Regions from separate parts of the Mus musculus genome. Here regions 2 and 3 are each linked to region 1. A link is a contact called in public Hi-C and HiChIP or PLAC-seq data. All regions are on one chromosome and are shown on one strand. Each heading gives the region's core, a stretch centred on a gene start, on an enhancer-like site or on the middle of the called end of the contact. The rest is flanking DNA. Distances are from core to core; before and after follow the strand shown. Region 1 has its middle 23 kb from the start of Gm31772. Region 2 has its middle 7.2 kb from the start of Gm51650. Region 3 overlaps Gm41980 (a long non-coding RNA gene).

The links. Hi-C and Micro-C count contacts between places; a contact is called where the count stands out from the background. HiChIP or PLAC-seq counts read pairs in DNA pulled down with a chosen protein or histone mark.
Region 2: an H3K27ac HiChIP or PLAC-seq map of regulatory T cells shows a contact between it and region 1, with 9 times the contacts expected there. The contact joins two enhancer-like sites. A contact is called at or near these places in 2 of 115 datasets of contacts at active chromatin or transcription factors (astrocytes and regulatory T cells).
Region 3: a contact with region 1 is called in a Hi-C map of CD8 T cells, with 2.0 times the contacts expected there. The contact joins two enhancer-like sites. A contact is called at or near these places in 1 of 15 datasets of contacts at CTCF or cohesin (large pre-B cells), 2 of 484 Hi-C or Micro-C datasets (CD8 T cells and embryonic stem cells), 2 of 115 datasets of contacts at active chromatin or transcription factors (embryonic basal ganglia and large pre-B cells) and 1 of 9 other capture datasets (embryonic stem cells).

Annotation. Positions count from the first base shown.
Region 1 is chr1:155,471,048-155,474,837 of GRCm38.p6, forward strand. No RefSeq gene overlaps it. Among named protein-coding and RNA genes, the nearest start is that of Gm31772, 23 kb to the left of the region's middle. Within about 2 kb of position 1,729, at least 37 of the 459 cell types and tissues checked have an H3K27ac peak or open chromatin away from gene starts, as enhancers often do. A contact at or near this core is called in CD8 T cells and regulatory T cells, where this site is marked.
Region 2 is chr1:155,004,154-155,007,943 of GRCm38.p6, forward strand. No RefSeq gene overlaps it. Among named protein-coding and RNA genes, the nearest start is that of Gm51650, 7.2 kb to the left of the region's middle. Within about 2 kb of position 2,143, at least 40 of the 459 cell types and tissues checked have an H3K27ac peak or open chromatin away from gene starts, as enhancers often do. A contact at or near this core is called in regulatory T cells, where this site is marked.
Region 3 is chr1:155,026,279-155,030,068 of GRCm38.p6, forward strand. Gm41980 (a long non-coding RNA gene) reads right to left here. Exons shown (of 6, transcript XR_001779499.2): 3 at 3,326-3,470; 4 at 2,540-2,595; 5 at 424-554. Among named protein-coding and RNA genes, the nearest start is that of Gm41977, 7.0 kb to the left of the region's middle. Within about 2 kb of position 1,838, at least 140 of the 459 cell types and tissues checked have an H3K27ac peak or open chromatin away from gene starts, as enhancers often do. A contact at or near this core is called in CD8 T cells, where this site is marked.

The sequences.
Region 1 (3,790 bases), core at 479-2,978:
AGGGAGGGTTTTCATTATGGAAAATTTGATTCATTTGCTCCAATTACGTATTTTTGTTTTTATTTAAAGATCAAACAGATTTCCTCTGAATAAATGGAACAACAGCTATAGCTTGTTAAATACAATAAATAGGATTCAGCTCTCTGTTCTGACAACTTCTACCAATAACCTTCGGTGAGTTATGCAACCCTCCCCTCCACCAAGCCAGTATTTTCCCTCTGTCAAACGCAGCCTAACATGTAGTGAGGCCATGCATGTTTCTTATTGCCTATTTCCATAGTTTCCATTTGAGGAGCCTCCTCCCCTTCTCTGTACCCCCTGCTCTGGTTATGGTCCCACCACCTTAACCTGGGGATGTGAAGCATGGTAGGACCAGTCTGAGAGCCTCTGGCCACAGGGCAGTTCAGAGCTGGGCCCATGACAGTTTTCCATTTGAGGGCTTCTGAGCACTCAAGGGAAACGGGGGCCTTGAAGGCTGTTTTCTACTGAAATGCAGACTCTGGAGGAGAAGTTAGCTGGCCAGTCATGTGAGTCTATAGGGAACCTGAGGACAAAGCCAACACAGGAAGGAAGATGGATCCCAATCAGGAGATGAAGGGAGACAGGTTTGGTGATGTTTAAGTCCCACTGTCAGGAACCATCCCTTTGTCTGACCCTCCCAGCTTGTTAGTAGCCAAGAAATGTTCTTTTCAATTATGCCCATTCAATTCAGATCAGCCGGGAGAATCCTGAATGGCATTCTACACAAATGTGAGAATAAAAGAAAAAAAAATGGCTTGTATAGTGCTTAGCACTCGGTAAGTGCTCAATAAAAGTAGAATTGATTGTGCTTCCAATAGCTCAGTTCAGAAAACAGCAGACTCTGCCTATTTTGAATTGCGACAGTCCTTTTCCAAACCTGATAAAGAGCTACTTGTGGTAAGTTGAATTCTGGGAAGTACAAAAATCTTAGTTTCTGAGAAAGCTTTTCCTGTCGCCCCCCAAACTCCCTCTCACTTCCTCTGATTATCCTCTTCTTTCCTCTTCCCTTCTCTCCTCTCTTCCTCCTCCTCCCCCCAACTCTCTAGGACTCATTGTCTTACATGGCCAAATAATTATGAACCCTTTAGGAGCTTTAGACGTAACTTTCTTCTTCTGCCTCAGCACCTATGTGAATGAATTCATTAACTCCGTTCCTGAAGGCAGATTTTGATAGTGGTCTGTGGTGATAACACTTCTACTGAGAATTAAAGAGAGATAAGGTGAGATCCAGAGACCAGAAGGCTGGAAAGCCAACCATTTCTCAGCAGGTTTGCTTTGCCTGCGTGTTAAGCATTCTTAGACATCCCAGTCTGACATTATAAAAGGTGTGTAATGTTTTCGAACATAGAGAAAGATCCTTGGTGAAAACAGCCATGCAAACTTTTGTTAAACACAGCCTGTTACTCCATCCTCCTCTGCCCAGGCGGCCCTACATCTTGCCCTTAGCTGCAGTTCTAAGGGAACCAAGGACCACAAAGAAAGTGGCCTACCCCAAGGGGTGAGCAGCCTAAAGGATGGAGTAGAGGCACCAGACAACGACATCTTTTCTCTTGGATGTGTGCAACAACATAGTTACCTCGGTCCTATAAAATAGATGACCCCAAACAAAGAATGGAGAAGCTGCCTGATCCATATAAAGTAAGCATTTTAAGGCTCTGTCAGAGCAAGGATGCATTGCTCCTGAGTAAGGACGTGCGTGAGTCATAGTTCAAAGAAATGAGGCGGGGCTTCCTAGAAGTCCCTGAAAGTGTAAGCAATTTCAGACTCCATTAACTCTGCAGGCAGCAGTTTCTCCCTTCTCTTCCTCTCTTCCTTCCTTGAGCCTTTCCTCCCCCTTGTAGGCTTCGTTTGGTTTTTTGTTTTGTTTTGTTTTTGTTTGTTTTTCCTTCATAAGATGCATGCTGTCCTCTAAAGCCTCATTCTATGGGTATGAAAAGATTCCATCCCCGAGGCCTAGTCCGTCATCGCGTAGCCGTTTTCTGTTTCTTTTCATGTGCTAGCTGACACCTGTCATGAAGCAGAGGGCCAGAGATTCCCACCCCTGCTTCCCTCAAAAGGCTCAGAATCATTGCCAGACAGACCAGAGTATAGTGCTCCAGAGTAGAATGTTTCTTGCTCATTATGAGCCTGGCAACTTGTGGAAAAAAATTTTTTTTAAATCAGAGTTTAGAATGAATCAGAGAGAGTTTAGGCTTTTTGTAAATTAACATTATTCAAGTATGAGTCTAAATACCTCTTCCACCTGAGATGATTCTGTATTTGCTTCTCCTGCCCTGGGCTAAATTGCAATCTATATTTTATCTTCTACTTAATATTCTTTTATCCCTTTCCTCTATCCCACTGCTTATATTTGAATAATTTTTCTGTACACACACCCTAACTAGTATTAGCCTTATACAAATTAGCATTTCTAAGTGTCCCTATCACTAGATAGCATGCATGATCATTTGACAGCAAGAAAATGTATGCAAAATGCCCAGAAGCAAAAGGGAATTATTTATCAGAGATACCATGGGGCAGGGTATTATGAGATTAAATATCAAATTAGGGGTTTGAGCTTGCACAAAATTACATTCCATATAAAACAGCTTCTGGCTCAAATTCATTAGAAACTCAATCCCACTATTTAGAAATATTATATGTACTAAGGATACTTTTAAATGGCTCTGTGTGTGTGTGTGTGTGTGTGTGTGTGAGAGAGAGAGAGAGAGAGAGAGAGAGGATTTAAGGTAAGAGCAGTGATAAAGATCTGAAGGCTCAAAGAGGATGAAGAAAAGGTTAAATCAGTGTTTTTCATTTAATCGGTGTTTATTGAACAACCACAAGGTAGAACCAAGACCAGGAGAGGTCAAAGGTGAATGATCCAGATTGTGTTGAGCAGATTACAGGAGGTTTCACAGAGCTAGAAGCCTAAGAAGGTTAGGAGGTGCTGGGTTCGCAGGGGGCGGTGGGAGAGCTCTGGAGAGATCACATCACTAGAGACCAGGTGGTGCCTGGTCTCTATTTTAAAAACTTTTAAATCTTAGAGGAAAAAAATCTTAAAAGGTTTTGCTTAATTGTGTTGTTTTAATTAAAGCACTCAGAATCCAAGCATGGTGGTGCATACCTGCACTTTCAGTCCTTGGGAGGTGGAGACAGGAGGACCAGTTCAAAGCCCACCTGGGCAACAGCAATCTCTAGCTCAAAAACTAAATCAAACCAAAACAGCAGAGAAAGTGCTCCTACACATCTTTGTCCACATCCCCTTGAGTTTCCTAATGGGCACAGACACCTTTATCCCTCAGACCCGCGTCCTGGGAAGAAGGTCCATTTGCAAACAGACCTGTTCTTTTTTTCAGGAGGGTAAGAAACAATAGAGCCCATTAAAAGTGATGCTCTTACCCTGTGGGAGATGATGCAAGCTAGGCATGAAGCCCAGAGACTGTTGCCAGGATACATGGCTGTCAGGTAGCAGAGGTCACAGGACCTCAGAAAGGGTTTCATAAATGACTAATTCGTTTTTGTTTTATTTTGTCCTTAATAAAGGATTGCCTCGGGTTCTCTAAGAGTTACTACACTTCAAATATTCGCACAGCACATTTGATATACGTTCTTCATATGGTCTCATCTAATTAGGGAGAGGCTGAGGGAGCAGAGGTCCAGACCCTTGCTGTACTCAGGGCATCTCTGAAGGACCACTCCAGCCCAAGAATGCTGCACAGGACCAGAGGCGACCCCTGATGCATTTGCAGCATAATTCAGCATCTTTCTCTGCCAGTCAAGTCACTTA
Region 2 (3,790 bases), core at 893-3,392, 470 kb before region 1:
AGAATGGTGAGAAACCAAAGCCTGCTTACAGTGTGGACAGAAGACATGAAGGGATGACCCTCGGGCCCTTCGGTGCTTAGGGATGTTAAATTTGGAGACGCTGAGCTCTGCTCTGCAAAGGAGAAGTTTCTTCAGGTTTGCACAGCACATGGATCCCCTGGGACTCCATCCTTGCTGAGGGAGCATCACACCTGTGAGACACCAGTATGGGATGTCTTGCACAGGGGCCATGACGCTGACGGATGGGGTGGGAAGGGTTGCATTCCAAGCTGTTGGGAGAATGTAAAGAATGAAAAGTGGTCAGCAAGTCCAGAGCTAAGCTCCCAGGCAGGAGGCAGGAGGTGTGAGAAGGTTCAGGAGCTGATGCCAACATGCATCAAATGTCTCACTGGGGCATATGTAGCTTACCCATGTGGCTTACCTGGAAACCCCTGGAGACAGTGAGGTATGTGTGGCCCACAGATACTTGAGACCGTGTCTGTCTTGGTTGTACTCATCTCCTGCCCTGTTTCAGGTGTCTGGAACAGTATGTGGCACATTTGTGAAAGAAAGGGAAGGTGGAAAGAAAGAAGGAGAAAGAAAGGAAGAGAGGAAGGAAGGAAGGAAGGAAGGAAGGAAGGAAGGAAGGAAGGAAGGAAGGAAGGAAGGAAGGAAGGAAGGAAGGAAGGAGAAAGAATAGAGACAGAGAAAAGGAGGGAGACCTGAGTAGACTTACATTAGAGAATATGCTCAAATGCAGAAGGTGTCAAGGGAGCAATCAGACCCCTGTTAGCAAGTCATAGCAGTAGCCCAGGTAAGAACTGGCAAAAAGAATCAGAGGTAACAGAAGAGGAGTGGGCACAGTCAATCAGCAAGAAGGGTGGTCTCAGCAAGACAAGCTAAGCACTGGAATGGACACAGTGTCCGGAGATGGAAAGGTGATAGATGCCTCACACAGACCCTTCCCAAAGGGCTGCTTGGAAGGAGAAAGCCTTGGGACTTGGAGCTGCATGATACTCCAGACCCACTCCCAGAGAAGGAGAATGAAGCCACATCCTCTGTGAGCAGATGGGGGGGGGGTGAGAGGGCTAGGGTGGTGGAAGGAGGTAAGGGCTTAGCCCCTGCAGTGATCAGACAACCTGAGGCAGCTCTCTCCCCTGCTCACTGGGAGGCCAGCCCCACACTTCAGACGTACACACCCCTCCCTACCCCCCTGCAGACAGAAGCAGCTAGAAGGAAGCCAGGAGACAAGGAAGCCACCACTGGTGGGCAGCAGCATGCAGTGCCAAGCTGGGGGTTGCTGGCAGCAGCTGAGGTGTCAGGGGACACAGGAGATTGGGGGGAGGGCACGGCTTATGCTATTGGAAGCACACAGGGAGGCAGCCTCAGAGCTAGGGTTGGCAGGACCATGGTGGATTTGATGTTCTGTCGGGAGAAAGCCAGAGAGACTCCTTTTCCCATGTGTAGGCATCACTTTTACATTTGGTGTGGCAACCTTGGCATGTCCTCTATTCTGCTCTAAAGACTTAGAACAAGTTGGGGAGGAGCCAAGGAGATCTTGATGCCCGTGTCTCAGCCCCTACCCCACCAGCCTCTAGTGATACAAACTTAAGTTCATAAGCCTGGGCAGCAGCACTTGGGTAGCCCAAGGAACACAACCACACCACTCCTTCTGAAAACCAGCCCAGGATACGACAGTCCACGACCACAGCATTTTGAAAAGATGAAATATGCCTCATCTCTGGAAGGATCCATGCAAGAATCAACAAGTTAACCCTCCATGGTTCAGAGAAAGCTCAGGAGGAGAGATGTATGGCTCACCCAGAGTCACAGAAGGAGCCCAAGAGCCCAGATGTAAACCCAAGGGAAGGGTCTCTGCACAGCTGTTATCATGCATAAGCAATCCCCACCACGTGATCTGCTCACATAGCTCTCAGTTTGATGTTGACATGTTTATTGAGCATATACTATGTGCCAGGCCCTGTGCCAGACACTAGAAATACAAAGATGGCCGTGGGATGTGTAGTCTCTGCTTTCACAGACTTTGTAGTTCACTGGGAAAGCTGACATGAAACCAGATCTTTAGAACAAGCAGAGCCATTTTAAGGGGTAGGTGAGATCAAGTTACTTCCTCTTACTTTCCGGGTACTTTCCGAGTAATGCCTTAGCCCATTTTGTAGGAAAGGAAATCGAGGTTGCGAGAATTAACCACTCATCTCCGTGGTCACATTAGCTAGAGAGACTCACGCTGTCTCCTCTGTATATCTCTGCTCACTGGTAGCTTGGAATTCACCAATACGTGGGTAACTAACGCCTAAAAACACCAGAACTCGGGTTCTGTTTAGCCTGGGTGCAAAGCCAAGTCAGAAACCAAGGGCCTCCCCAGAAAACCCTGCAGAACTTTGTATGGAATGAAGGCTCCTCTCTCTAAGGCTGCTCTCTTACATGAACACCATCTCTACTCCAGCTCTGGGCTGTAAGCCCCGGTAGCCATGGCCCCGGTAGCTTCCAGAACACACAGATTTGCTGAGGACTAGGTTAGCCACTTGGTCTGAAACAGCATTGTACACGCGGGACACAGCACCACCCAGTGGCAACATGAGGAACCGGCCGCAGAGGCCGGAGGCACCAGGCGCACCCTGGCGGCCTGTAGGAAAAGAAAACTCCAGGAACGAGTAAGCTTGGAAACCCCTGTACAGAGCCGTGTACAGGCTCTTTTTCTCTCTATGGGTTGGACACGCCTAACTCCAAAGTACCCTTCCCTAGAAGAATATCTTGCCTGGGTGTGTGGCTCCTTCTCCTATGATGTAGCCCTGGCTCTCTTACACCCATGGGGAAAAGCACCCAAGATTCATTGTGTATGGTGCAGTCAGTCTTGGGGTTCCATTCTGCAGTCGGGGAGGGGGGCTGCAGGAGGCGGGGTAGAGGAGAGAAAACTGAAAATCTGCTCAGCTTCCTTCCCAGCAGGGATGTAAGCCTCAAAGGGCTGGAGAACAAAACAATCATTATTCAAATTTTCTGCTTCATAATAACCTTAGCAACCATGTGGTTACAATTTTATGAATCTTAAATGTCCCCCGAAGGCATGAGTTGAAAACTTCATTGCCAGTGAGGGACAGGACCAGGAGGTGGTAAAAGTCCTTAGGAGGTGGGACCCAGCGGAAGGGAGTGAGGTCATGGGGGTTATACCTTGCAAGGCATGACAACAGTCATATCCAGTCATAATCTCCACCCCTCTCTTTCTCCCTCTCTCCTTCCCTCCCCCTTTCTCCAGATGCCATGAATTAAATAGTTTTGCTCAACCATACAACCATACTCCCCAACACACACACACACACACACACACACACACACACACCATGTTCTGCCTCCCTACAGGCCCAAAATGATGGCATCTAGTGACAGTAGACTTACACCTCAGAGACCATGAGCTTAAATAACCCCTTCCTTCTTATAAGTAGCTTGCTTCACATACGCAAAAAGAAGTGGAAAGCAGGGTAGCAAGCCCGTGGGGTCCAAGCGAGTACCAGTGCATTTAGAGAGCATCATCCCCAGGCCCTGACTATGACACATTCCTCACACAACATCGTTCATTTGTTATTGCCCACCCACCCACTGAGATCCAAATACTCAAAGTTCCAAAGAGAAAATTTTAATTTTCTTAATTTTAATATATAAAATGTACAAGAGAGCCATTTTTTTTCTGAGACAGGGTCTCTGTGTAGCCCTGACTGTCCTGGAATTCCCTCTGTAGACCAGGCTAGCCTTGAACTCAGAGGTCTGCCTGTCCCTGCATGCACCACCACATTCA
Region 3 (3,790 bases), core at 588-3,087, 440 kb before region 1:
GCTACTAACAAGATGCAGGGCCTGAAGCAAATCCCTTGGCCTCTGTTTCCTCCCCACCTCCACCCCCGCCCCCTCCTAGACTGAGGAGGAGGAACAAGGTGAACTTTAACAGTGACAGACATCAGTATTCTGCAGTTTCAAGAGCAAACCCCTAAGGCCCTGTTATAATAGGTTTGATGGTCTTCTAAATGAGTTCTAATTACAGGACTTCCAGGCACCGTAGTATTTACTGTAAGTTGATGATCCAAAGGCCCCTCCAAACACTTAGCAGCAATAGATAAAATCGAAAAAGTTTAAAGTTTAGAATCCAAAGCTGAGATGGTTCCGTTAGTAAAGTCTAAATGAGTACTTGTTAGGAACTGAGTCCAGTTAGGAAGTCTGCCTTGCAAGCAGGGCATCTGGGTTTGGATCTCCACCACTCACCTAAAAAAACGATGGGCACGGCCTTAGGGGTCTAATCTCAGCGCTGGGCTCGGGAGGAGAGAGGCAGCGCCCTAAAGCTCACTGCTAGTTGTCCCAGCTGAATCAGTGAGCTCTAGGTTCAGTGAAAGAGCCTGTCTCAAAAGAAGGTAGAAAGCCATGTAGCAAGACACGTGACATCATCTGTTCTACCCACAAATACATACACACATACACACTATACACACTCTCACACATACACATACTTATGCACACACATATACACACTCACACACATATACACATTCACAAACACACACATACACATGCATACACACTGGCGCATACATTTACACATACACACACACACACACTGTGGGAAGGATAATATGCCAAGTAGTGATAGATGTTATGAAAAAAATATAGGGCTGGAGACATGGGTCAGCGATTAAGAGCACTGACTGACTTCCAGAGGTCCTCAGTTCAATTCTCAGCAACCACATGGCAGCTTACAACCATTTGTAATGAGATCTGATGCCCTCTTCTGGTGTGTCTGAAAACAGCAATAGTATACTCACATACATAAAATAAATAAGTCTTTTTTAAAAAAAGAAAAAATATTCAGGATCCTTAGAGATATAAAGGAATAGCTAATAATTATTGATTTTTTAAAAAGATGTAAGTTATGAAACCGTGCACAGCCTAAATAAAACAAAAAGTTATTTAAAAGGAAAAGTACAAAGGAAAGGTCATTACAAGTGTGAACTGCTTCTGTGTATTTCCTCCCTGCCAGACAGCTGTGGGCACCTGGACTGGACCCTCGTTCCTGTTCCCTGAATGAAACGAAATGAGAATGTGTGCATTAAAATACATAAATCGAGTAGCATTATGTAAACCCCAGCGAATTGTGGGGAACAAAGAACACTAATGAGTGGCAGTGATGAAGAAATCACCCAGAGCAAAGAAAAGCAGTTCAATATCAAAGCACAGACTTGCTAAGCCAGGGAGGCGCCGCCCACGGAGGCGGAGCCAGAAGTACTGAGGATGCATCTGTATGACTTGATCATCCATCTGAGGTGACAGGCAGTGTGGTGGGCGTGCACAACTGCAAGACCTGCAGGCAGGTCTCCAGAGATCAGCCAAGAAGAGCAGCCACCCACTCCTCCCACTTCCTCCCTCTCAGGTAGCCTGTGCGGCCAATGAGACTCGTGTACACACACACACACACACACACACACACACACACACACACACACACACACACACACACACTACAAGTATAGAGGAAAGACATCCGTACTCTCTCCCTGATTCCATGGACCCCTTTGGAAGATTATTAACTCTAAGTGAGGTCATGAGGAGACTGGAGTCTGGAAGGATTAACCTTCCGAAGAGAAACCAGAGTTTCCTCTGTCTTTTGAAGATACGAGCAGAAAGCTGCTGTCTGCAAGCCAGGAAATGAGCAAGCCCTCATTAGAACCAGACCGTGCTGGTACCCTGAACACAACCTCCAACCTGGGGAGAGAAAATCTGGAGTAGGTGGCTAAAGTCACTCAGCTTTCCCGTATGCTAGCTTAACAGTCCGAGCTACACACTCGAACCATAGCCTGAATCTGTTCTAGAGATAAGAACAGGTGTGTGTGTGGAATTGTCCCAACCCTAGAGAACAGGGACAAGGGTCCAGTCCAGGTGTCCACAGCTGTCTGACAAGGAGGAAGTAGACAATTTTGTAACTAAGAAGCTGTTCACATCGGTAATGACCTTTCCCCCTGCTAAGCCCTTCCCTGAAGCCTGGACTGGCCTTGCCACATTTTCAGGACATCAGGAACACCTGCTCCATTGTTAATAGCACCATTTACGGGAACATGGACTTGGACTTGAGATTGCCAAGCTTGGCTGTACCCTGCAATCTTCCAGGGTGCTTTCAAATACGCTCTCCCCCTCAGACTCTGTTCAATTGGTCTTGGTTGTTGCCTGGGCACGAGGGTTATTTATAACTCCCTAGGTGGTGCTCCTTTTAATCACAGTTGGGAAATACTGGCCTAGAAGTTGGTAAGACAAAGAAAACCTTTTTCACTGCCCAATGGGCTTGGGATCTTGGACAGGGACTCAAAGGCCCAATAGACAACCAGGGACATACCTTGGTGAACCTCAGAAGCCGCTACTGGGACAGCTGTGGGACTACTTCCTCTTTCCCTGGAGGAAAAACATAGCTCTCTCTACAATCAGGAAACAGGAAGCACGGGGTGCCTGTCAGCAGAACCAGCAATCCCCCTGCATGGAAACTTGGGCTTCCCCTGCCACTGACAACTGGAAAGACCAGCAGCTGGTCTTCCCGGCTCACCTGCATGTGGGAATGACCTAGAGAAAGCCTGCTCTTAGACCCTACTCCCTCGGACTTAGAAAGCCCTCCCCCCACGGCTGGTCCCTCCTGCCCCTCCTTCTCAGCCCCCTAACGCCTAACTCTTCCTGCCCACCCACACCTAGCCGCATCTTTACTGGATGCCCCCACGTTTCGGCCAGAGTTCCTGCAGTTCCCCACAAGCCACCTTTGCCCCTCGGCCTTCCTGATCCCCGGCAGGCAGTTCGGTGTCCCAGCTACGGAGGCTTGCTCCGCTCCGGCTGCTATGAATGCTAACACCTGAGTCTGCGCCCCCTCGCCACAGGAAGATAGAATTGTCTCCCTGTGCCGCCATGTGTTGGCTGAATCATCTTCCTGTGTTCGTGACTCCCAGTGGCTCGTTATGTAAAGCCCAGCCTCCTCAGCAGAAGCTTCGGGGCTCCTGTAGCCTTATCTCACCCCTTCTCCCAATTGCTGTGGCCCCAGAGCTGGGCTTTCTGCCCCTCAGGAGGTATGAACTCACAAGCTTGCTCCCCTATAGCAATTAGCTTCATACTTAAGAAGTGACCCCAACCTATTTCTTACCGTTGCCTCTGTGTCCCTTCCTGTGCTTCTTTTCACGTCCTCCAGTAGCACCGCCACCCACACATCTAAGCCCTCAGAGCTCCTGGAGAGTGTGGGGAAGCGGCCTTGTGTCTTTGCTCTTCCCTCTCCATTCCATCCTGGGATCCTAATAAGAAGCAGAAACCCCAGAGCGACTTTATTGGTTGTCACTGTGCAGGTACATAGCAGGTGCCAACCCTGCTTCCTGGGCAACCCAAGTGCCTAAGGCTCTGGGTGATGGAGTAGGCAGACAGCTGTGACCCCAGGGGTAAATGACAATTACCAGGGATGCAGAGACAGCAGGAAGAAACCTGACTTGTGCTGGACACCAGCCTCAGTTGCAGCTTCCAACACACTTGCTCTCCCATCATGGGTCGAGAGCCCTGTCTTTGGTTGAGCTGGCCCAACGGCCAGCATGGGCTGACACTGCAGGCCCCTGCCACATTG